4 separate regions of the Mus musculus genome follow, and all the other regions are linked to region 4. The links are chromatin contacts, called in public HiChIP or PLAC-seq and promoter capture Hi-C maps. All regions are on one chromosome and are shown on one strand. The core of a region is the stretch at or near the end of the contact, and the rest is flanking DNA. Distances in the headings are between cores, read along the strand shown. Region 1 holds the start of Zdhhc12 (zinc finger, DHHC domain containing 12). Region 2 overlaps Nup188 (nucleoporin 188). Region 3 holds the start of Exosc2 (exosome component 2). Region 4 holds the start of Tor1a (torsin family 1, member A (torsin A)).

What was found. Promoter capture Hi-C pulls out the DNA fragments that hold promoters and counts their contacts. HiChIP or PLAC-seq counts read pairs in DNA pulled down with a chosen protein or histone mark.
Region 1: a promoter capture Hi-C map of liver shows a contact between it and region 4, with 2.5 times the contacts expected there. The contact joins the promoter of Zdhhc12 here to the promoter of Tor1a in region 4. A contact is called at or near these places in 2 of 39 promoter capture datasets (both in liver), 1 of 484 Hi-C or Micro-C datasets (B cells), 1 of 115 datasets of contacts at active chromatin or transcription factors (embryonic forebrain) and 2 of 9 other capture datasets (adipose tissue and liver).
Region 2: an HNF4G HiChIP or PLAC-seq map of pancreatic cancer cells shows a contact between it and region 4. The contact joins the enhancer-like site here to the promoter of Tor1a in region 4. A contact is called at or near these places in 7 of 39 promoter capture datasets (cranial neural crest, frontonasal cranial neural crest, hippocampal neurons and 3 more), 5 of 115 datasets of contacts at active chromatin or transcription factors (embryonic forebrain, embryonic midbrain, large pre-B cells and 2 more) and 3 of 9 other capture datasets (adipose tissue, liver and pancreatic islet).
Region 3: a contact with region 4 is called in a promoter capture Hi-C map of hippocampal neurons, with 2.1 times the contacts expected there. The contact joins the promoter of Exosc2 here to the promoter of Tor1a in region 4. A contact is called at or near these places in 3 of 39 promoter capture datasets (erythroid cells, hippocampal neurons and pre-B cells) and 1 of 115 datasets of contacts at active chromatin or transcription factors (bone marrow-derived macrophages).

Annotation. Positions count from the first base shown.
Region 1 is chr2:30,091,722-30,094,994 of GRCm38.p6, reverse strand. It overlaps Zdhhc12 (zinc finger, DHHC domain containing 12), which reads left to right and starts at 1,360. Exons shown (of 5, transcript NM_001037762.1): 1 at 1,360-1,506; 2 at 2,454-2,590; 3 at 2,930-3,007; 4 at 3,162-3,273. The coding sequence starts at 1,407.
Region 2 is chr2:30,317,948-30,320,913 of GRCm38.p6, reverse strand. The region is part of intron 15 of Nup188 (nucleoporin 188); the gene reads right to left. Among named protein-coding and RNA genes, the nearest start is that of Gm39780, 21 kb to the right of the region's middle. Within about 2 kb of position 1,458, at least 8 of the 459 cell types and tissues checked have an H3K27ac peak or open chromatin away from gene starts, as enhancers often do. A contact at or near this core is called in pancreatic cancer cells, where this site is marked.
Region 3 is chr2:31,669,282-31,672,271 of GRCm38.p6, reverse strand. Exosc2 (exosome component 2) reads right to left here and starts at 1,557. Exons shown (of 9, transcript NM_144886.3): 1 at 1,411-1,557. The coding sequence starts at 1,532.
Region 4 is chr2:30,966,525-30,969,790 of GRCm38.p6, reverse strand. Tor1a (torsin family 1, member A (torsin A)) reads left to right here and starts at 1,873. Exons shown (of 5, transcript NM_144884.2): 1 at 1,873-2,117; 2 at 2,436-2,701. The coding sequence starts at 1,937.

The sequences.
Region 1 (3,273 bases), core at 111-2,610, 870 kb after region 4:
TATGTGGACCAGGCTGCCCTTTGCCTGTCTCTACATCCCAAAGAATTGGATTAAAGGTGTGGGCAGGGGCTGGAGAGATGGCTCAGTGGTTAAGAGCACTGGCTGCTTTTCCAGAGGTCCTGAGTTCAATTCCCAGCAACCACATGGTGGCTCACAACCATTTGTAATGCAATCTGATGCCCTTAAGTGTATCTTAAGTGACAGTGTACTTACATAAAACAAATAAATAAATCTTTAACAACAACAAAAAGGTGTGGACAGCCCAACCCCTTCTTTGGGAACTAGCTTTTATGTCACACAATTAGTTGGCTTTAGTCCCCTCCCTCCACATGTATAGAGGATGGCCTTGAATTTTCTTGCCTCTATCACCAGTTTGTTGAGATTTCAGGCATGTACCACCATATCATATATACCATGCTGGGGCGATAACCCAGCCTTTAGTGCTTGCTAGACAGTCTACCAATTGTGTTAATCCCCAGCCTCTGTTTAATCTCATATGGAATAGTATGATTGGCCCTAACCGCCCCCCGTCCCCCCGTCCCCCAATACACACTCGCGCGGGTGCGTGCGCGCGCACACACGATGGACAACCAATCCTTCCATAACCACCCTGGCCATAGGAAGTCAGTTCTTCAGAAAAAGGGATGTCTATTTGACCAAAACAAATCCCAAGAGCATGCACACTGGGCTTTGGGCTAGAAGAGGGTCATCAGGTGGAAGTCAGCTGAATGGGGGAGGTTCAAGGAACACAAGGAGAGAAAGTCAGTCTGGTTGGGCCGTGGTGGTAGCAGGGGAGACAAATACCTGTCTAAGACGCGGGTACTATTACCAACCCCATTGAAGAGGCAGAAAGTAGCCTAAAGAAGCTCAGTAACTTGCCTCGAGAGTCATAGGCCGGACAATTATTTCTCTGACTCCAAGCTGGGCCATGCGTGTCCAGACTCCGCACCAGAACCCTCCTTTTTCCCATCATCCGTTTGCAAAATCAGAAAACGAATAAGAGGAAAGTGTGTCATCAAGGCGTGCCCTCCTGCAAGCCCGGCCCATCGCCCCTTGGGAGCAAGCTCCGCGTGGCCTCCGGGGATCAAAGATGGGCACGCATGCGCATGCGGGGGTGGGGTTGTCTTCGGAGGCTTCCGCCTCCCGGGTTTTGCAAAGTTACCTGGCCCACAGGAGGCGGAGTTAGGGAGTTGTAGGCTGTGCGCGCGCGGGCCCCGCCTTCAGCCTCCTCGGGCACCTGTTGGCCTGAGGGGCCGCCGGTGGCACCCAATAGACAGCCTCCCTGAGCCGCCCGTGCCCCGCCTCTAATGCAGAGCCACCAATCCCCGCGTTGCTGCAGCCCCGCTGCCCCGCGGCCCCACCTTCTGCGCGCTTCTTCCGGGTGGGCTCGGGCGGGGGCCAAGGCCATGGCTCTTTGGCCGCCGCTTAACTCTGGGATGCTGGTGCGGACTGGGCACACCGTGCTGACCTGGGGAATCACTCTGGTGCTCTTCCTGCACGACACCGGTGAGCCGGACACCGCGCCACCCCGAGCCCACCCGATCACGCGTGGGTATACCGGGGTCCCCCTAATCCTCAGACACATTGAAATCTCCATTTCTATCTCCCACCAGTTCCTCAAGCGTCTTTCTCCTATGTCGGTCCGGGGATCATCCTCTCTCCGCCTGATTCCCAAGTTGGACCCTAATTAATCCCAGTAATTTTCTGTCATCGATAGATGTCCATCCATCCAAAGACCACCAGAGCCCATCAGAGGACCAACTAGAGGCCCCATCTCTCCCATCCCTGGGCTCTACCTGTCCTTCCCAGAAATTGCCTCCCAACCCCTCCCTAAATAAGATTAAGAAATCCGCTAGACTTAAGGACTTGGCTTTCCGGTCCACTCCCCAAATCCTATGAGCCGACTAACTACCCCAAGGGACGCCACTATAGCGAGGAGCAGGTTTCCCACCTTCGCCTGGTAGCATCTCCTTTCCCCATCATTCCCTTCACCCCCTTCCTGCCCCCTCCTAGGTTTCCCTTCCAGAAGGAACAGAGCCCACCAGAGGCTTCCTCTGTAGCCCTCCTCCATCGCTTTTGCCCTTTGTCCTCAGGCTTCCACACCAGGAGTCAGCCACCTTCAAAACCTCCTTGGCTCTCTTTCACCCAAGGGTACCAGAGTTGCCTACGCTCAGCTGTCTGGTGTCACCACGTCCATCACTTCTTAGCCCTCCCTCCTCTCCATAATCCTCCTTCACTGCCATGGGCTTAAACAGGCTGGCTGGCACCTTCCTAGCTGGAGCTCCTGGCTGGCTCCACCCTCTTCCAGGGCTGACTCTTCCCCTGGGGAGCCCCCTTCCTCCTGCCTCCCTCAGGTCTAGCCTCCATATCACCTCCAGCTACTTTCTTTCTACCCCCACCGCCTCCTGCCCTTCCCTTTTGCTATGGTTCTCACTGTCCTCTGGCCTCCCCAGAGCTACGCCAATGGGAAGAGCAAGGGGAGCTGCTCCTGCCCCTCACATTCCTGCTCCTGGTGCTAAGCTCCCTGCTGCTTTATCTGGCTGTGTCACTCATGGACCCCGGCTATGTGACTACTCAGCCCCAGCCTCAGGTAAGCAAGCAGGGACCTCGAAGGCCAACAGGGGAGTGAGACCTCAATGCTGAGCCCTGAGCTGCACTCAGTGTGGGGGCATCTTGATGAAGCCTCTTGCCTACCCCTGTGTTTTTGCTCCTACAATGATGACATCACCCAAGACCCATGTGGGGACAACTGTCTTACAAAGGTCACCAGACGTCTAGTATGCTGCCATGTGCATGCGTCCCCTCTACATGAGATGGGCCCCAAGTCCTGCACAATGGGGACCGGTGGCACCTAGAGAGATGGCCCCAGCATCGTCTGCCTCCCAAGGTAGGAGAACCCCCAATCTCATAATCTTTGTTTCGTTTTCAGGGCGAGCCCAAGGAGGAACAGGCAGCCATGGTTCCTCAGGCCGTCCCACTCCGGCGCTGCAGACACTGTCTGGTGCTGGTAGGTGATACACACATACTCTTGTGGGGGCAGTCAGGCCATCCTTAACCCTGCCTCCCAAATTTAGGACCTGACTATGGCCTTGAGCATTCTCCCCAAAGGAGGACTCACGGGGGAGGCAGCACTAAGCCTAAACTGCGCTCTGTACCCACAGCAGCCCCTGCGTGCCCGGCACTGTCGTGATTGCCGCCGCTGTGTTCGGCGCTATGATCACCACTGTCCCTGGATGGAGAACTGTGTGGGTGAACGCAACCACCCGCTCTTTG
Region 2 (2,966 bases), core at 209-2,708, 650 kb after region 4:
TCCTCTTTACACATATAGCACATGTTCATTTACCTCTCAAATATCCACTCGAAAACTTTTATTTTATACACAGCCTTTTCCCAACCATCTCTTGTTGAGGACTGTGGTTATGAAAATGACACGCTAGTTCCTAAGAGTTCACATGTTCAATGCAGTATTATGTATGAAGGCCTGACGCTGATGCATAATGATTGCAGAGGACCAAAGGGATGAGCGAGGTAGTTGCTGGTCCTTGTAGGAGACAGCAGCAGAGGGCACACAGCCAGGACAGTAGGCTATGCCCCTTTCTCTGTAGTACTGAAGTATGCTCTGCAAAAGTGGCACGTATGGTTAGCCAAGCAGTCATCACCCTGGTGCCAGGAAGGTTTACAGAGCACGTTCATCTTTCAATTTTTTTTTTTTTTTGAGACAGGGTTTCTCTGTGTAGCTCTGGCTGTCCTGGAACTCACTCTGTAGACCAGGTTGGCCTTGAACTCAGAAATCTGCCTGCCTCTGCGTCCGGAGTGGTGGGATTAAAGGCGTGTACCACCACTGCCCGGCGATCTTTAAATATTTTAAGGCAGACCATAAAGACTACCATTTTGACTTAGCTTTGTGGAATATTCTAAAAGCGAGGAGAACTAAACTGGCAAAATAATGTTTGAGTCTTTCCAAATCTTAGCCGTCTACATTGCTGTACAAGCTGTTCTCACCACAGCTGTACACTGGACCACTGCTCTCTGTATAAAGAATACTATTCCACTGAGACGGAGTGGAAGAAGCAACAAGACTCTACTGGGTAGAGCAAGCAATGTACAGAGTCAACAGTGTCTGACAGAATTCCCACTGTAGTGCAGATGGTGATCCTATGATGGTGGTCCTTTTCATGCAGCTTGCTAATCCAGTCTTCGTCCTTTTGAGACAGGGTCTCAATATTTAACCCTGGCTATCCTAGAACTTGCTGTGTAGACCAGGTTGGTCTTGTACTCTGCCTGTCTCTGTCTCTACCACTGTCAGCCCAATTTAAATCTTAACAACCATTCACACAAAACAGGTCATTAGAAGGATTATCTATTTTCTACATCTTTGAGCCTACTAACTTTTTTTGTTTGTTTGTTTGTTTGTTTTTGAGACAGGGTTTCTCTGTGTAGCCCTGGCTGTCCTGGAACTCACTCTGTAGACCAGGCTGGCCTTGAACTCAGAAATCCGCCTGCCTCTGCCTCCCAAGTGCTGGGATTAAAGGCATGTGCCACCATGCCCGGCAAACCTATTAACTTTTAAGTCTGATTTATAATATGACACCAAATAATGTGTAATGGTGACAAGTGAGACCCATCTCCTTTTTGGTGTGTCACCCGAGATAAACTACAGCACTGGAGCAGAGGTGACCCTCCAAACCCACACTGCACATCAGTTCATGGGCCACACATGACTTGGGCAGGAAGTCAGTGTAATCAGCAATGGACTTTCACTTACTTTAACTCTGACATCACTAAGCAAACAATCCCCAAAGTCTCTCCACAAGGTGGAGCTTCCAGGGAGCGTATAGAAAGCACATCTGACAGTATCAGAAGAAAATGTGCATTATTCCGTCCGTGATTTCTACAAGGACTTGTGTGAACACTAAAACTGAGGAGGGCACTTTGGTGCACACCTTTAACTTCTAGCACTCAGGAGGGAGGGTCTATAGGATCTCTGAGTTTGAGGCCAGCCTGGTCTATAGTGTAAGTTCTATGATAGCTAGGGCTATGTAAACAAACAGACACTGTCTCAACACACACACACACACACACACACACACACACACACACACACACACACACACACATAAAACAACCCATCCAAAAAAGATTTTAAATCAAATTTGAAGTGCTAAAACTTGGGCTTGAGCTGGGCATGGTGGCGCACGCCTTTAATCCCAGAACTCGGGAGGCAGAGGCAGGTGGATTTCAGAGTTTGAGGCCAGCCTGGTCTACAAACTGAGTTCCAGGACAGCCAGGGCTATACAGAGAAACCCTGTCTCAAAAAAAAAAAAAAAAAACAAACAAACAAAAAAACAAAACAAAACAAAAAAACTTGGGCTTGAGAGATGGCTCAGTGGTTAAAAGCACTGACCACTCTTCCAGAAGTCCTAAGTTCAAATCCCAGCAACAACATGGAGGCTCACAACCATCTGTAATGGTATCCAATGCCCTCTTCTGGTGTGTCTGAAGACAGCTACTCATGTATTCACATACATGAAATAAATATATCTTAAAAAAAATACTAAAACTAAACACAATATAGGAATATTTCACTAGTATCAACATGTACATACAGAAAACAGCAAAACTGTTTTTCTTCTAGTTTGATATTTGAATTATATGTATATAAAAAGATGGGTGCTCTGAAGAACACTTTAGGGCTGGATCCTATCTCATACTGCATAGACTCTGTGGGAAAAATGTTTAAATAGGAAACCTGAAACCTCCAGTGTTTAAGGGGTGAAAAGTCATTAAGTCAGAATAAACACACACACGCACACACACACACGCGCGCGCACACACTTGCGCGCACATGCTCCCATGTCCTCAGCAGGGCTTTCCTTCAGAAACCAAGCAGTGAGTGTCCTAGCATAAGAGAACATGCTCACAAAACCTTTGGGGTTAGTGTGCCTGCTACTAACACTGTCAACTTGACACAAGCTGGAGTCATACAGCAAGCATCTCAACTGAGACAATACCCCTCTAGCCTGGCCCGTAGGTAAGTCTGTGAGGCATTTTTTGGACTAACAATTGATCTGGAAGGCCCAGCCCACTGTGAGTGGTCTCAGCCCTGGGCAGGTATGAGAATGCAGGCTGAGCAAGCCAAGAGGAGCCAACCAGTAAGCAGAGTTTCTCCATGGTCTCCGTGTCACTTCCTTTGATAATGAACTGGAAGAGAAAACCAGCCCTTGCCTCCCCAAGTTGCTCTGGTTGTATGCTCATCACAGCAACAGAAACACTAGA
Region 3 (2,990 bases), core at 308-2,807, 700 kb before region 4:
GATCCCCAACTGCTCCTGGTCCACCCCATTCCCAACTACACACCTGTTCTCCCCCTTCCGCTGCATTTACGATTTTCTTGTGGCATTTACTGTTTCTGTTCCTTGCTATATCTTAACCTCCACCAGGACACGGGTGTTCACTTTGGTACCCCAACCACACCGGCTATGTTGAACACATGCTGCAACTATGAAGGAATGAATCCTAAGATATCTGCCATCTAATACCTTAAACTTAAAGCTTAGAGGCAACACTATAAACACTATAATCTCATTTGTACCAAAAAAAAAGAAGAAAGAAAAAGAAAGAAAGAGGAAGAAAGAACAAACTAGGTGCAACGGACAAACGGCCACACCTTTGAGTTAAGAATTTGGGAGGCGGGCTGGTGAGATGGCTCAGCAGGTAAGAGCACCCGACTGCTCTTCCAAAGGTCCTGAGTTCAAATCCCAGCAACCACATGGTGGCTCACAACCATCCGTAATGAGATCTGACTCCCTCTTCTGGTATGTCTGAAGACAGCTACAGTGTACTTACATATAATAAATAAATAAATCTTAAAAAAAAAAAAAAAGAATTTGGGAGGCAGAAGCAGGTGGATCTCTTGAGTTCAAAATCAGAGCGGTCTACATAGTAAGTTCCAGGACAGTCAGTGCTACATAGTGAGATTGGAGGGTTGGGGGTGAGGGGGGGGGACGACGGGGGGGGGGGGACGGACAGACATCGGGAAGACTGGCTACCTAATGCAGATTTATCTTTGGTGGTAATACAATGGTGGATTTTGCTCTCCTGCCCCACTTTTCAGTTAATACTCACTAACCTACCAATTCCTGTTGTCACCACTGTCTTCCAGGTGAGGATACCGGCCTTAGCAAGGTGCTAAACTAAGGATAACAATGTCAGATGTCCGACTCCATAGACAGCCCTAACTGCCACATGTTGTGACTTTCCGTGCTAAATTTGTATTGTTGGGTACAATATGTTGCCTCAACCCCCGCTCCACCAAAATTACTGCTTCCAAGTCAGGCTTGTCGCTGAGGTAACACTGAAAGAGATGACCAACCCCACTGTCCATTCAGAGGGTTGTAAGAAGGGCCCTGCAACCAGCCCTCCCCAGTTCTCCCTCCCTAGGAAGGCTCAAGAATCTTGAGTTTCAGGATAAGGGTCCAAAAGTTCCGAACGCCATAGATCAAAAGAGGGAATCAGGAACTGACAAAGGTGCAGCCAAGATGCCGGGAGTCAGAAGCGTGAGGCTCGCAAAGGAGGGAACTAGTATGGATGCTCCGATGTGTCCCGGGTAACTCGGGGACTTAGATACAACGGGACAGGAGGCCTGGGTTCCGGGACAGCGGGCCACGTGCAGAGAGCTCTGCAGCCGCCTCCTGAGGCCTTGGGACCCCCAAATCCTCACGTACCGCATGAAGCCTGTGTCCGTGGTGATCGTGTCCCCCGGCACCACCAAGTGTTTCTTAGAGTCGCGGCCCAAGCTCTCACTGAGAGGTTTGCGAGCTTTAGGGAGCCTCATCTCCAACGCCATCTTGGCGCCAATGACTTGCGCAGGCGCAGCTCTACACCGCTCCTCAACTCCCGCCTTCCTTCAGAGAAGCGACCAATGGGAATGGATAGTGTGGCAGCCATGTTGAGTATTGGCAATATTAAGTTAACTCGTGGAAGTGAGGGCACCAAGCTGCCATGTTTACTATTGGCAAGAAAGCACCTGCGGAATGATGAATTCTCATGTCGTAAGGGAATATGACATTAGTTTGGTTTGGTGTTTGGATGTCAGTTTTGTGTTTGTTTTAGAGGAACGACCCCGTGTAGGGCTAGCCTCAAACTCTGTATAGTTGAGGATAACCTTGCTGAGGTCCAGATGTTCATGCCTCCACCTCCCAAATGCTGCGATTACGTGAGTTTGTGTAGGTTGTGGGTTTGGTGGTGGTGGTAGTGGTAGTGGTAGTGGTAGTGGTAGTGGTAGTGGTAGTGGTAGTGGTAGTGGTAGTGGTAGTGGTAGTGGTAGTGGTAGTGGTAGTGGTAGTGGTGTTTGATGCCCAAGAGGACAAAAGAGGATGTTGGAGTCCCTGTAACTGGAATTATAGAAGTTTGTGAGCCATTATGTGGGTGCTGGGAAACGAAACCAAGTCCTCTGGAAATGTGGCCAGTACTCTCAACCTCTGAACCACCTCTCCATTCCAGGTGTAGGATTTTTTAAAGACAGTGCCTCATGTCATCCAGGTTGGTCTCAAACTAGCTGTGTAACCCAGGGTATCCTTGAACTCCTCCTCCTCCACCTCCCAGGAGCTGGGATTACAGGTGTAAGCTGCCATACCAAACTGTATGAGTTTTTACCCAAACTGTTCCATTTCATCATTTTATTTATTGTTGGCAAGTCTAGAGATTGAGAAATGAACCTTGGCATCCAACTCAAAACCACTATAATCTAATATTTTGTAGACTATAGATTTAGGACCGGGATTTACAGGAAACACCATCTGAGGAGAAGCTAGAACCCTCTGAATACTGCTCCTCGTGGGCCTTGTCTTCTAGCCCCTTAGGTGCTGTCCTCACCTACTGCCCTATGGCTCTAATGTGCTTTAGTAAGGACCTCTTCTGAGTGATGACATGTGTCTGCTGAAAGATGACTGTTGTAAACAGTCATGTGACAAGCAAGTCTGTAGGGAGGCATAAATGTAACTTTTATTTTCCTGTTGTAATTGTTGACTGGGAGGTTTACTGTCTTTGTTTGCTAACCTAGGTCTAGTTCTGGAAGCTTCTAGACTCTGTACAGTCTTATCTAGGCCTAAAATGTTTTCAGCCTCTGAATTGCTGCTGAATAAGCTCCCCCTTTCTAGTTCTTTCTGAGCTCTGGCTGGCTGATTCAACTCAGTTGTTCTGTCTCAAACTCTTTTCCCAGCTCACTTATTAGATTTGTCTTTTCTCTCAGCCTCTAAATTCCTGCTTGGCCTCAAACTAACTCTAGCAATCTTATCTAACCGTC
Region 4 (3,266 bases), core at 624-3,123:
CCACCAGCCAACCCTGCCCCCACCCTGCCATCCCAAAGAAAGCTTAATATGAAGCCAAACAAGAAACAGAAGGTCTGAGGCATAGCTCCATGCAGCATTTGCCTACAATGCATGGGGCCCAGGGTTTCATTCTCAGAACTCCCCTTCCCCAAGTGTCTAGTATTTCTCAAAACTCTCAAAGTCATTTAAAGAGCACCCAAGAGAAGCTGAGAGTCAGCACTGTGGGGAGCTCAAAGTGTTCCCTGTTAGTGGTAATTTATAAATGTTACAGTTTGCTCTTAAGCCGACTAGCTTCCAGATAACTGAGACAGGACTATTTAATTTTATTTAACAGGTTTAAGGCACAACAACTGAGCAGTATTAGTTTATTTTAGTCCTTTAAGCTAATCTGACTACTTCACAGCCACAATCCTTGAGATACTTGTTGTATTTTATGGCTTTCTCTGCTCCAGCTGTTTTTTATGATTATGATGTCTTCTGGACTTCCCACCTCATGGCTAAATCCCCACTTCCTCCCTCTCTCCTGTTCTGTCACTGGCTGATCAGCCCTTTATTGACCAATCTGAATAATTAGGAAGCAATGTTTACACAACATTGATGACAGGCAGTTCTCAAAATAAGGATAGCAACCATATATGAGGGCATAGCAATCAGCATGTGAATAATACAAGGATAATCCTTATACAGTGCACAATAACATTATTCCTACAGTTCCCTAAGGAAGAAACTGGGTAAGAAACTATGGGCTTTATTTAATAATATTGCTCATGGGGCTGGAGAGATGGCTCAGTGGTTAAGAGCACTGACTGCTCTTCCAGAGGTCCTGAGTTCAATTCCCAGCAACCACATGGTGGCTCACAACCATCTGTAGTGGAAATCTGATGCCCTCTTCTGGTGTGTCTGAAGTCAGTATACTCACATACATAAATAAATAAAATCTTTAAAAAAAAATACTGGTCATGGGTTTTTAACAAGTATGAGATGCAGATCCCTCTTTTTTTTTTTTTTGAGATGTCAGACTCTCACTGTAGCCCTGACTGCACCTGGAATTCCTTGTATAGGACAGGGTGGCCTCCAACTCAGATATCCAAGACAATCACCTGTCTCTACTTCCCAGAGTGCTGGGATTAAAGGTGTGTGCTACAATACCCAGCCCTCAAATGTCAGTTTTGTTCTGTTTTGTTTTGTTTTGTTTTAACGACAAGATCCAATATGCAGCTTTGACCTGCTTGAAACTTTGTAGACTGGCCCCAACTCATACAGAGTGTTGGGGTTAAGGGTGCACACCACCCACCGCACCTGTCAGATTTAATGATAGGGACGCACGTTGGGGGGGGGTCATGTGGGAACCCACTATATTATCCTCTCATTTTTAAAAATTTATTCATTTACATGTTAATTTATGCATGTGTGTAAGCCCACATGAGTTTATGAGCACCACATGCACGCAGGTGCCTGCGTCATTTCTTTTTTAATACTTATTTATTTCATGTATGTCAGTACACTGTCGCTGTCTTCAGACACACCAGAAGAGGGCACCAGATCCCATTACAGATGGTTGTGAGCTACCATGTGGTTACTGGGAATTGAACTCAGAACCTCTGGGAGAGCAGTCAGTGCTCTTAACCGCTGAGCCATCTCTCCGCCCATCATTAAAAAAAAATGGTTCTAAAACACTGTTACTTGATGGGGATAGGGCAGCAGTCATCATCACCTGATTCCTATAATCTCAATATTATTCCTGTAACATCAAGGTTCAGAAGCAGAAGGGACTTTGCCCTTAACAAAGATGGTAGCCACTAGCGTCGGTAGACTGCCTGCCCCGGACAAAGAGGGCGGCCCCGCCAGCAGGAACCGGAAATACGAGTCTGGGCGGTGCGCGGGGTACGGTGGGCGCTGGGCGGGCGCTGGGCGCGCAAGGTGCGCGGGTCCGGTTATGAAGCTTGGCCGGGCCGCTCTGGCCCTGCTGCTGCTGGCGCCGTGCGTGGTTCGTGCGGTGGAGCCCATCAGCCTGAGTCTGGCCCTGGCCGGCGTACTCACCACCTATATCTCCTACCCTCGTCTCTACTGCCTCTTCGCCGAGTGCTGCGGCCAGATGCGGAGCCTCAGCCGGGAGGGTAGGCGGGCACCAGGCGTCCGGGATGCTGCGGCAGGGGGATGGCGCCGCTGCCAGGCCAGACTTTGGCCGGAGGCCTGAGAGATGAGTGGTCGGGGCCCGGGGTAGGGTGTCAGCCCTGCGCGGAGCTCTCCGGGGCGGCCTCACGGCACCTCTTCCGCTTGGCTTTGGGGCCAACCCCGAGGAAGGGCAGAGTTCGCAGCACCAGGGTCCCTCAGCGCTCTCCAAACCAGGCTCCGCGGGCCCTGACGTCCTGGAAATGGGGCTGCCTTTTGCCAGCTTGTTTCTCTCCTGACCAGAGTGATCTTTCCTTTCTCAGCGCTGCAGAAAGATCTGGATAACAAGCTCTTTGGACAGCATCTTGCAAAAAAAGTCATCCTAAACGCCGTGTCTGGTTTCCTAAGCAACCCGAAGCCCAAGAAGCCCCTTACCCTCTCTCTGCACGGGTGGACGGGCACCGGCAAAAACTTCGCCAGCAAGATCATCGCGGAGAATATTTACGAGGGCGGACTGAACAGTGACTATGTACACCTGTTTGTGGCCACGCTACACTTCCCCCACGCCTCTAACATCACACAGTATAAGGCAAGAGCATTAAGTTGACCGCCTTCGCGGATGACCCGGAATTGGGGTTTCTCTGTTGTGGGGTGGGATGTGGGAATTCCACGTCAGTGAGTGAGCCACAACATGGCTCTCTGTATGTCAGTTCCTCTTTAAAAGGTGTGCACAGAAGTGGTCATATCCCTTGGAGGAATGACAGCTGAAGCTAGGCTACCGTGTTTTAAAGGGGACTGTCAAGAGCTGGGGGTAGCTCGGCATAGAGCACTTGCCCAGAATGTGGGAAGTTCTGTATTATGTCTCTCCACCCCAACTCCCACAACTCCCGCTGTGGCGAGGGTGCACTGGGGGATAGATATGTAAGTTACAAAGGGTTTGAGATACATAGAGCAGTTAGACCACCAAAGTTTTATGAGTGGCCTCTGTGACACTCATAAAGTGACTCGGTAAGGTGACAACTTGGCTGGGAAGTGGGGACATAACAACTCCAGGGTCTTTAGGAGTCGCCTCCCCCCGCCCCCTGTTGTGAAAAGGAAACCTAGAGGCCAAGTTTGCTTTGACCCAGCTGTTGCAACCTGCTATTGGAGTTTAA